Regions from separate parts of the Sus scrofa genome. Here regions 1 and 3 are each linked to region 2. The links are chromatin contacts, called in public HiChIP or PLAC-seq maps. All regions are on one chromosome and are shown on one strand. Each heading gives the region's core, a stretch centred on a gene start, on an enhancer-like site or on the middle of the called end of the contact. The rest is flanking DNA. Distances are from core to core; before and after follow the strand shown. Region 1 holds the start of KLHL20 (kelch-like protein 20). Region 2 holds the start of PRDX6 (peroxiredoxin 6). Region 3 holds the start of CENPL (centromere protein L).

Evidence for each region. HiChIP or PLAC-seq counts read pairs in DNA pulled down with a chosen protein or histone mark.
Region 1: an H3K27ac HiChIP or PLAC-seq map of alveolar macrophages shows a contact between it and region 2. The contact joins the promoter of KLHL20 here to the promoter of PRDX6 in region 2. A contact is called at or near these places in 1 of 5 promoter capture datasets (liver), 2 of 47 Hi-C or Micro-C datasets (heart right ventricle and liver) and 2 of 2 datasets of contacts at active chromatin or transcription factors (alveolar macrophages and skeletal muscle).
Region 3: an H3K27ac HiChIP or PLAC-seq map of alveolar macrophages shows a contact between it and region 2. The contact joins the promoter of CENPL here to the promoter of PRDX6 in region 2. A contact is called at or near these places in 1 of 5 promoter capture datasets (liver), 4 of 47 Hi-C or Micro-C datasets (embryonic fibroblasts, heart right ventricle and skeletal muscle) and 2 of 2 datasets of contacts at active chromatin or transcription factors (alveolar macrophages and skeletal muscle).

What each region holds. Positions count from the first base shown.
Region 1 is chr9:116,002,936-116,006,845 of Sscrofa11.1, reverse strand. It overlaps KLHL20 (kelch-like protein 20), which reads right to left and starts at 1,284. Exons shown (of 12, transcript XM_005656716.3): 1 at 1,137-1,284; 2 at 179-242. The coding sequence starts at 201.
Region 2 is chr9:115,855,656-115,859,509 of Sscrofa11.1, reverse strand. PRDX6 (peroxiredoxin 6) reads right to left here and starts at 1,881. Exons shown (of 5, transcript NM_214408.1): 1 at 1,707-1,881. The coding sequence starts at 1,801. It also overlaps a transcript of TNFSF4 not described here.
Region 3 is chr9:116,108,572-116,112,457 of Sscrofa11.1, reverse strand. CENPL (centromere protein L) reads left to right here and starts at 2,636. Exons shown (of 5, transcript XM_003357541.4): 1 at 2,636-3,184. DARS2 (aspartate--tRNA ligase, mitochondrial) reads right to left here and starts at 2,488. Exons shown (of 19, transcript XM_021063655.1): 1 at 2,351-2,488; 2 at 1,749-1,909; 3 at 680-779. The coding sequence starts at 1,869.

The sequences.
Region 1 (3,910 bases), core at 35-2,534, 150 kb before region 2:
ATTTTATTTTATTTAAAAAGCTATTAATTCCTAATATTACCTTTATTTTACAAGAATTTTTAATTCTAAACAGAATTTGGTAAGATTTGACAATCTTTTAAAAAGATTTAAATGAAGCCCTAGATTATTACGTAAATTTCATTTATTGAAACAGAAGATTTTCTTCCTAAATGCCTACCTGCGCATTGGCTTTCCTTCCATGCACCATGAAAAGTACCCTTCACCACACTCTAAAGCCGAACCTAAGACAACAGAAAAGCAGTAACTTAATAAAAACTATTTCTGATTTCTCCAGTAACAATCTCTACACATTCATCTTGTTCAGTGATAAAGAATTTTATATCCTACCATACGAAAGGCCTTTTGCAGATGCACAATCACAACCCTTAGCTAGCACCTTTAAGATGACCACCCTCACTCTGAACGCTAAAACGATTATATGGGAAGGTGAGAAAAGGTGCGCTAAATAGTCCCCCGACTGCTAGGTTAGTCTTCTCTCTTCAAAAAGTGCTTGGAGACATTTAACTTTGACAGAGTATTTACCAGATACCCCCAGCAGTACAAATACGATCAATCAGATAGAGAACACACGGGCTTAACGAGGGATATGAAAGCTCTTAGCTTGCCCAGAAGTGACAAGAAGCAGGAATAGGCACTTGCCATAAAAACAAACCAACTTCCCTTGCGATAGCCCGGGCTCCTAGAACAGAGTAGACAAACTATGGCTTCAGACTAACAGTCCCTCTACAAGCCCTTCCCCTCAGTTCCCGAAACAATGTTCATCACCCACTTGGCAAAGTCTTGAGGGTTAAGCGGGACGCACCGTATCCACTTTCTTTCCCCTAAATTCCGCCCCCGGTCTAGGGAAGCTGTCCAGGGTGCGGAACCCCACGCCCTAAGGCAGAACAGCCCAGCGCCGCCACGGGCTCCGGGGTAGGGTTGCCAGCCAGCTCGAGCGCAGTCAGGTGCCCCGCAAGGCCCAGCCCCAGTGCCCCGAACAGCCCCTTCTTGGTGCCTACTGACAAGCAGCGTGCAAAGCACGGCCCCTACCCACCTGGGCAGCCCAGCAATTTAGAACCGCAGATATTGCAAACCACTTGCTTCCCACTGCCCCAGCTCTAAGGCGGCTAACCTACCGGCTCCAACACTTTCTTGTCTTCCGTAGCCTCTTCTGCTTCCTCCTTTCGGCACCTCCACCCTTTTCTCTGCAGACGCTAGCGCAAGCAGGATGCGGCTCCCGGAGCGATTTCCTCCCCACCCTCGCTCCACTGCACCAGCAGGAAGTTGTCCTGTTCCTAAATACTTCCCTCTGGAACCCACATACTCCGACAAAGGGTTCCGGAGCAGATCAGGAAGTAGCCTTGCCCTGCTGGGGGCTTGGGTACTCTCAAAGACTGCATGTGCAGTTATCCAGTTCCTTGCACCCCGAGAGTGACCACTGTGCGAGTTCATCACTGAACTGGCAGTATCCGAATACTGAAGTCTCCTCCTCTCTTCGTTTTCCCCAGCAGAAGCCAATAGAAAGATGATAGGAGTCATGGAAAGCCAGGAATTTTGATTTATTTGTAGCTGGTGGTCTCCTATTAGCACAATCTTTCCTCTAATTGTGGACCGAATGATTGACACATGCATGTATGGGGTTTACACAAATTAGGTCCCTACTATGTGCAAGCTGCTGAGGATCCACAGACAAATCATAAACAGAGGCAACCTCCTAGATTTTCCACTGTTTAGGTTTCAAAACACCAGGGTTTTATTCAGGATGGCTATGTTAGCTTGCCCTTTCACTTAGCATTCACCAACAGACATTTAACAAAACACTTCTGTGTACCCACTTTAGCATTAGGTAGGAAAAAATATATTTTTCAATTTGTCATTTGGCCCATTTTCCTACAGCACACAGTCACAAAATTTTCACTCTATGTTTAGGAAACAAACAGGTGACAGTGTGGGGGATGCAATTATCAGTAATATCAGTGAAAGACTGTTGTTGGTTTCTTGTTGACTATATAGGCTAAGCATGAACTTAACCAGATTTTCATGGGATCTACATAGGATTGTCTAGTTGTTTCTGAACGGGAAAGTATACCTTTTGTTAATTAGCTTGTAGTGGGAAATGCATGGTATTTAGATCCAGGTATTCATAGTTTCAAATCCCAGGCCTGTGACTGACTAGCTTTAAGATCATGTTGTATATCCGGGAGTTCCTGTTGTGGCACAGTGGAAACAAATCTGACTAGGAACTATGAGGTTGCGGGTTCAATTACTGGCGTCGCTTAGTGGGTTAAGGATCCGGTGTTGCCATGATTTGTGGTATAGGTTGCAGATATGGCTCGAATCCAGGGTTGCTGTGGTTGTGGTGTAGGCCTGTGATTACAGCTCAGATTCAATCCCTAGCCTGGGAACCTCCATATGCTGCAGGTGTGACCCTAAAAAGAAAGAAAAAAAAAAAAAGGAAGAAATATCATGTTGTATATCTGGCACTTCGTAGGCACTCAACAAATGTCAGTTTTTCCTCCTCTCCTTTAAATGGACTCAACACTTACTGTATACCAAGTACCATGCTAGACCTTGGAAATACAGTTGTGAATGAGATGGACACCACCCTGAAGTGCTAGTGATCATTTATGTAGTTATGAAGGTTGACTGTCAACATTTTTTTTTTTCCATTTTAGGGCCACACCCACAGCATACGAAAGTTCCCAGGCTAGGGGTTGAATCAGAGCTGCGGCTGCTGGTCTACACCACAGCTACAACAATGTGGAATCTGAGCCACATCTGCGACCTGTGCTGCAGCTTGGTGCAACATGGGTCCTTAACCCACTTAGCAAGGCCAGGAACTCCAGAAGTATTCTAAATCATGTAAAAGGATATAGACAATAAAAGGTACAAAAATAAGCAAAATAACTTCAGTCAGTGGCAAATGCTATCTAAGAAGGTAATGTTATAGAGAGTGACTAGTTGGGGAAAGAAGAGGCTACTGTAAAAAGCGTGATCAGGAAAGTGCTCTCTGAAAAGATGGGTTGAGATCTGAAGGGTGAGGGAGAGCAATCCAGATGGAAAGCTGAGAGAAGAGTGTTTCAAGTATAGTGGCTAGCACAGGGAAGGGACCAGAGACATAAATAAGCTTGTCCTGTTCAAGGAACATTAAGAAGGCCAGTATGACTAGAAATAATATGAGATATAAGAGAGATAGGCAAGAGCAAGGTTATATATTGTCTTGTTGGCTATTGTACAAAATTCAGATTTTATTTTAAATTCTATGGGAAGGCTCTGTATAAACGGAGATATTTCAGTTCAATTTAGTTTTGATAGTTGATCCCAAATTCAAAACCTTGAAAATTAGAAGAGGAAAATGTGGATGTTCCATATTAACTATAGGAATATAGTTAACTGTCACATGTGAGAAAGAATACAGATCATTATTTCCAGAAACATTCTTGGTATGGCTGATGGTAAATGAAGGCTGATTTTATTTTTTTTTAATTGGGTACTTCAATAAAGAAATTTTTTGGAGTTCCCGTTGTGGTGCAGTGGAAATGATTCCAACTAGGAACCATGAGGTTGAGGGTTCGATCCCTGGCCTTGCTCAGTGGGTTAAGGATCTGGCATTGCTGTGGCTGTGGTGTAGGCCAGCGGCTGTATCTCTGATTCGACTCCTAGCCTGAGAACCTCCATATGCCACCAGTGCAGCCTTAAAAAAAAAAAAAAAAAAAAAAAAAAAAAAAAAAAAAAAAAAAAGAAAAGAAAGAAATTTTTCCTTGGTAGAATTCAATCATACAATTAATTAAGGGTTATCATCGAAAATAGCTGCCTTCCATGGCTAATCATTAGTCCCAGAATGACTTGTAAAGAAACAAGATGGAGGCACTAAGATGCCCTCAGTTCTTACTTTCTCATCTGAGAATTT
Region 2 (3,854 bases), core at 632-3,131:
TTTGTTTATAAATGCAGATATTTTTCTCTTCTTACTGGTGACTCCCTGAGAAGGCACGCTATTAATCAAATCAAGGTCAAGGCCAATACACAATACTCCCCCTAACCCCCACCAAGTGGGTTAGTTTAAATAGCTACATCATTTATAAATATTGCTACAGTAAATATGCTTTATATTAATAGTTATCTTTAATATATTTAACTCAAGAGTTCTGATAAGATTTTGTTTTATGGGAGGTGAGGGCTGTAGATTGGAGTGGGAAGAAACATTCTCTGAAAATCCTTTGGAGTCTTGGAGAAATACTAATACCTAGATTTCAAGTATGAGACTGGACATAGTCTGTATTTCCGAAGCCCTTCCCTGTCTTTAAGGTCTGAATGTTCCATTTCTCATCCTTTTTCTAGCCTAGTTCTCTTTCAAAAAACTTAGCTTTTCCCTTAATCAGTGGCTGGAAAATGGATTTAAGGAATTTAAAAGGGGGGTGGTTAGGACTAAGTTTAAGAATCTCTCCCAGGTGCTCTGCATGGGTCTGTCCAAGCACTGATTAATCTCATAAACTTTGCCCTCTGTATATACTACATATACCTGGACACTATATAAAAAGGGTACAAAGCAAAGGTCATAAAGCCTTGGACCACAGTGTAGTGGGGCCACTGGAACTCCAGAAACATAACTAGACACATCTGGGCCGTTTCATGTTAAATGTAATAAACTTAAAGTTTGCTTATTCAGGAGCTGTAAAACCACGGTTACACCCATGTACTCCAAGTCATAGTGGTATGATTGCCAGGCTAGATCATGGGTCAGCGATTCGGCAAGGCTACGTGCTGCTGGAAGCATGGCAGATGGGGGAGGGGGCAGTGAGAGGCACGCAGCTATGAAACAAAAGGGTCTACAACTGGGGAGGTGGGGTGCTCCGGTGCCTGCCATGGATCACTGCAACTGAACGACCTCAGGAAGCCCTTGCCTCAAGGTGTTGCAGGTTCTGGAGTGAAGGACACACCCACACACAGAGTGTTCTGGGATCCTCCCAAAGCTGTTATCAAATCATATTGTGGCCACTGGAGCAGGATCAGGGTAAAAAGTCTTTCAGCTACTTACTTGGCAAGCTAGTGGTTTCAAATTTTTTGTGCAAATACCACTGCAGCAAGCAGAACCCTCAGATAACACGCTGGGCCCTTCCTGAACCTTCAGCCAGCAGCAGTGTCCTCTGACTTTGGCCTTGGACACCCACTTTCCCCAGGGAGCAAATTCCAGAACCGAAGGAGGGAGGTGAGACCCTGGGCACAAGTCCCAGGAACTGACCGCAGATGAGGCTCGGCTCCTGCCTCCTCCCTGTTTCGGCTGAACCACGCTACTTGCAGAGTTTAGAAGACAGAATTAAATAGACAACAAACCCTCCTCTGCACTGGCCTGCAGTTCCCAGGACCTGATTTTGTTCCCCTCCCCCTCTCTAAAGCCAGCCCAGCCATGCGGGGGCCGGGAGGCTGGAGAGGATCAAGTGGCGGGCGCATGGCTGACCAGAGGGTCGCCTCCTCTCAGCGGCGATCTGTCGCCGCGGGGCAGGGCACATAGGAAAGGCACGTGCAGGAACCGGTGCCGGGAGGAGGCGGGCGGCAAGCGGTGGAGGACGGAAGGGAGAAAAAGGGGAAGGCACCTCCGAGTCCGGGCGTAACCCAGGGCAGGGCGACAAACTGGCCACTTACGAGTCTCCCAGAAAGTCGTGGAAACGGATGCGGCCGATGGTAGTATTGGCTTCGAAGTTGGGAGCCTCGTCCCCGAGAAGCAGACCTCCGGGCATGGCGGCAGCAGTGACGCGGGAAGATGAAGAAGCCCAGCAGCGACAGCTAACGGATGGCTGGTTCTAGCCTTGTAGGTGTTGCGGGGAGGAATAAATGGGGCTTCAAGGGGCGGGGCGGGACGGGACAGGAGGGAGCAAGGTGGGCGGGACCAAAGCACAGCCAAGATGGGCGGGGCCGCGGCGGGCGGGAGGGGCGGGGCCAGGCCTTGGCGGGGTGGGCGGGGCCCACGCTGGCGGGCGCGGTAGGAGAGGCCGGAACTGGCGGTAGTCTGAAGCAGGGCTGGGACAGAACAGCCCTGGGCGCGGTCCAACACCTCGCCAGGCCTCTAACCTGCCAGGATCCCTCACGTGACAGGGGACTCAATGACGTCGCCCTCTGGAATCTTGGGGGTGCGTTCTGGGCATTGGAGGTAAAGGAAGCGGAACGCAATAGGAAGGGGAGCCCCAAGGCTGAGAGCGGCCCTGCGGAGCCGCAAGAATCCGCGGAGACCCTCCTGACACCCATTCACGGTCGACTCCCAGCAGAGGGGTCCCGCGACCCCTCCACTCCCTGCTCTCTTAGTGTGAGCGTCTGGAATCCTGACCGCCCCAGCCAGCCTAGCCATCCTGATTTCTGTATCTGAGAATGTGGCAAGACCCAGACATGTGGGGCACCTTACGTCAGAGGAAGTGGCTTTCTTGTTGCAGCAAAAATGCCAGCACCTATGTCAGTAAGTGCTTGGGGGAATGAGAACAAAGTTTTATTTTTATTCCACTCCCAGAGTTCACTATGAATCATAAGCTATTCAACACAGTTATCCTGAAATCTAAATCTAAATTTAAAAACATATTTGTTGTGGTCTATTGTGTGCAAGTCAACTCTTCCACCCAAGAAAGTGGGAAGTTTAGATTCATTTCTTTGCTTTCTGTGTGCCAAGCACAAGGTAGACAAAATGACTGTATTCTTGGAGCTTTCATTATAGTGAGGGAGGCGTAATTAAACAAGAATATGTTAAACAGTAGTAAATCCTATTCAGAGAAAGTAAGGTTATGTGCCACAGGGTGACTGGGGTGCATCTTGAATTGGATAGTCTGGTCTGAGAAAGCCTCTGGGTTAATGTAGGTAAACTATAAGTGGTTACCATTGTCAGCTGCATCCGTTTCCACAATCATCTTAATTTACATAGTAAGTTCTCTGGCAACAGTAGCTATTATTTGGATGATGATAGTAGTTTATGCAATAACCCTTGCGTTGCCGACTATGTGCTAGGCATTGTGCTAGGCCTGCTGATAACAGAGGAGAGATATGGTTTTACAAGGAAGGCAGAGGTATGTACAGTTATGATAAAAACCTAGCGTAAATGCTGATGGAGTTTGGGTGGAGAAGATGGACCAAAATTACCAAAAATTCTCTGGATGGTGGTCCCCAGACTTAGAGAAGGCACATGGCAGTGTGAAGAAAAATGACTCACATACTAAGATTTCAGTTTTCAGTGGAGTGATGTTTTCGTGTGTATGCGTGCCAATCATATTTGCTCAGTTCTCCTGTACAAGGACTTGTAAGATTACTGGTAAAATTTCTTAGCCATTTTAGAAAACTCTGTGAAGCTACTATAATTTAATCTGTAAACCAGTTTGACTCCAAGCTTTGGTTTTAAAAGCTCTATGCTTTAATTCCTTTTGTAGGGGTGAAAGAGAAGAGGAAAAGGAAGGTAATTTGAATTTAAGGCTATTAACAATGTTGTGGAGATAGGCTAGAAAATGCAGATATGCCAAAATTATGGAGAAAGAACACAGAAACATTATAGATCTCTATAAAAGGCATAATTGTAAAACTGTTATATATTAAGCAATAATTTAATAATAAAATAAGATAAATGTCTGTTAGAATTTACAATTCCAGAGATCGCACACTGGCAGTCCTCTTGTACATTGCAGACTTGTTTGCTTTAGCCTTTTCAGCATTTTAAATTCTTTTGAATTAGCTGTCAACATTTAAAATTTTTTTAATTTTTAAAAATTTTCACAAAAATATCTGGATTTCTGTTTCCTAAAAAGTCCCAAGAGCTGGCCA
Region 3 (3,886 bases), core at 1,387-3,886, 250 kb before region 2:
CTTTTTAGGCTTTTTCTCTACCTAAACATAAACAATGCTTTTTTATGCTACTGATGCTTAACAGCTTACCCAATTATTGGTCCCAGGGTTCAGTAACTTATTTATTTTTTTTTGTCTTTTTTAGGGCTGCTCCCGCTGCATATGGAGGTCCCCAGACTGGAGTCAAATCGGAGCCACTGGCCTACACCACAGCCAGAGCAATGCAGGATCTGACCCCAGTCTGTGACCTACACCACAGCTCAGGGTAACACCAGATCTTTAACCCACTGATGGAGGCCAGGGATGGAACCCGAAACCTCATGGTTCCTAGTCGGATTCATTTCTGCTAAGCCATGACAGGAAACTCCAGTGTTCAGTTACTTTTATCACCATGTATTCTTTTTTTTTTTTTTTTTTGGGTCTTTTTGCCTTTTCTAGGGCTGCTCTCACTGCATATAGAGGTTCCCAGGCTAGGGATCTAATCAGAGCTGTAGCTGCCAGCCTATGCCAGGGCCACAGCAACACGGGATCCCAGTCGCATCTGCAACCTACACCACAGCTCGTGGCAACAATGGATCCTTAACCCACTGAGCAAGGGCAGGGACCGAACCCGCAACCTCATGGTTCTTGTCGGATTCGTTAACCACTTCACCATGACAGAACTCCTATCACCATGTATTCTTAAACTGTTTCTATCTACCTGCGGTACTGAATCCATCCACACAAGGTGACTTCTTGGCCTAAGTGAGACGAACGCAACTCTCCACAAGTGTTGGTTCGGGCAACAAAGCTACTGAGTTCTTAAAAAAAGAAGAGAAAAAAAGGAAGATTAAAAGTACATTATTTGCAAATTGTTTGAGAATATACTTTCAGTTCATATCATTCCTATCTTAATGGATGATATTTACAAAGAATGTAATCAATCACTATGAAATTTACCTATACATGTGTCAAAAGCCAAGTAACTGTCTTAATGTAAATTTTTGCCTTGGCACAACTGTAAATCAACTATATTTTATTTTATTTTATTATTTTTTTTTTTTTTTTGTCTTTTGTCTTTTTGTTGTTGTTGTTGCTATTTCTTGGGCCGCTCCCGCGGCATATGGAGGTTCCCAGGCTAGGGGTTGAATCAGAGCTGTAGCCACCGGCCTACGCCAGAGCCACAGCAACGCGGGATCCGAGCCGCGTCTGCAACCTACACCACAGCTCACGGCAACGCCGGATCGTCACCCACTGAGCAAGGGCAGGGACCGAACCCGCAACCTCATGGTTCCTAGTCGGATTCGTTAACCACTGCGCCACGACGGGAACTCCCTATATTTTAATAATAAAAAAAGGAATCTAAATATTTTTTATCACCCAGCATTTGCACTGACCCAAAATGCACTCTTCATAATAGTGCACATTTCTTCCCCAAACAAAACAGGGTCTTGGGAATTACAGAAGTAGAGTAACTAGCTTTAGTATGAATCTGGAGTGAAAACAGTCACTTGTACACTAGAAAACCATATTTAAAGTATAAAAGAATTTTTTAGGCTTCTTATTCGCAACATAAAAACTAAATGAATAGCTTATATTCATGTGACTACTTTTCTAGTCTTTTTAAAACTGCAGGAGGAAAACTACATCATAAGAAATCAAGAGAGTGAATGATGTGCTTCTGCACATAAAGCTATCCAGTCAAGACTAGGGGATAAATGGAATAAGCACTCTGGCTACAGAGAACAGGAGAAAGTGCTGTTCAGCGGACAAAGCTTTTCTGCATTCACCTGGAATACTCCTCTGTGAAGTCAGTATCAGACTTCGGGAGAGAAAACCCCAGAACGGCTGGGTAGTCTTTCCGGTGGGTCTGGATAAACCCCTGAATAGCCGACTTAGCCAGCAGAACATGTTATAGCCGCAGGATGGCGAAACGCTCACGAATCAAAAGCTGCAGGTGTTGGATGGTGGTCAAAAGTCAGTTTTGGAAATACATACAAAGCCCTTAAAATGCTAGGAGTTCACGCTCTCTTTAATATTTAAGCCCCTGTCTGCTGAACATTCAAGTGCACCTATCTGCAAATTAGATAAATTTGCAAAATCTTTGGGGCCTTTGGGAAAATTGAATACGGGAAAGACCTTTTAAGACTTTCCCCCTCCTCTCAGTGCATCCATTACCACTTCTATTAGCAAAGAAAGCTTCGGCCAGAAGTGACGAGCGAATGATTCCATATAGCAGCATATGGCGAGACCCGGCAGCCACGCACAGGGAGCAGGGGTCAGGCGGGAGGCGGACGCCCTTCCCTTCCTTTCCACGCTTCCCCGAAAGTTCCCCGCAGGCAGAACCTGAAAACAGGCAAGAACCCAGTCTTGCTTTTCAAATCTTTCAAACCTGACGGCCGATCTCGGGTCTTCAGAAAGAGGAAGGCAAGCAAGTCTAACACGTTACTGGAGGTCGAAGAACACACTCCACCGCTGGGAGCCAAGCACCCCTTAACACACCCAGCGAACAGCCAAGATAAATGGAGGGATTCAACCAATCAGAGCAGGGGGATTCCGCCATCTTCACTATGGGCGGAAATTTGAAGGAACGCTTCGTGCCGGTGGTAACGTACGGAGCGCAACACTGCGCAATTAGGAGCGCGAACGCTACCAATGTTTAGTGCGCTCCCGTGCCCTCAGTTAAAATGGGGACCAGAGTTGCTTCGCCGGCTTAGAATAGGCTCCACGGAGACGTCCTGCGTCCGGCCGCAGAGCGAGTCGGGAAACGATTTTAAACAGAGGCGGCGGCTGACGCTAAATTGCCGCTTCTCAGCGGCGGCTTTTCAGAGCTGGCCTTGGCCCCCGAAGGCTCAGGTGGAGAAAGCGAGTTGGCACACACTGTCTCTTGCCCCGCTGCCTCTGCGGGCAGCAGCCGACTCCTCAGGAGCGAGGATCACGGAGCTGGGTGGCCGGGTCAGCGGAAATGTTCTTCCGGCCTGAAGTCTCGGGCTCGGCTGGCGTCTGAGGGAGCCGGAGGTCTTGTTGCTGCTCCCGTCTGTGTCGGTCGTGCACCCACTTGTAGAACTAGAGGGACTTTAGAAAGAGGTTCCTCCAGACTTTATTTTAGCTGTCGTTTTGGCGGCTTTTTTACTTCAGAGGATTTCAGTCTCAACGTAGTTGGATACAGACTTGAAGAATGATTCGTGAAGGGAATGGTTGACAGCGTTATTACGGCATTTTTTGGGTAAGATGCTTTTTTATTGGTCCAGGCTTGGCAGTAAACTTTATATTTTGACGTTTTGTGTGGTCGTTATCTTTAGAGTACTTAGATACTTTGATATCTTGGCATTGGGCTCAGCATTGGCTTGGGTTGATTGGATTTAGGTGTGCAAAAATGATTTGAGTCAGAGTCCCTTCCTTCACGGACGTAACACAAGAAAAACAGCTAAGTTGTGTTCTGAACTGCAAGGGCTGGAGGAATTGGCTGGAGAGCTAACTCCTCTGTGGATACTTGGAAGCTTCTCCTGAAGGGATGAAACCTGCAGCGTGAATTGGATTTAGTCAGTCAGATGAGTCCAGAGAAGAAGGCTTAACTGTCAGTAGGTTGAATAAAAAAGTTAGCAGAAGCAAACTGGACAGGCATGAGGAATAGGGTAATGAGCATTCTGGGGTAGGGGGCACGTGTTTGGGTGTAGGGAGTGGGAGGGAGAGAGAGAATTCCTTTATTTTTTTTATATTTTTGTCTTTTTGCAATTTCTTGGGCTGCTCCCGCAACATATGGAGGTTCCCAGGCTAGGGGTCTAATCGGAGCTGTAGCTGCCAGCCTATGCCAGAGCCACAGCAAGTTGGGATCCGAGCCGCGTCTGCGACCTACACCACAGCTCACAGCAAAGCCAGATCCTTAACCCACTGAGCAAGGCCAGGGATCGAACCTGCAACTTCATGG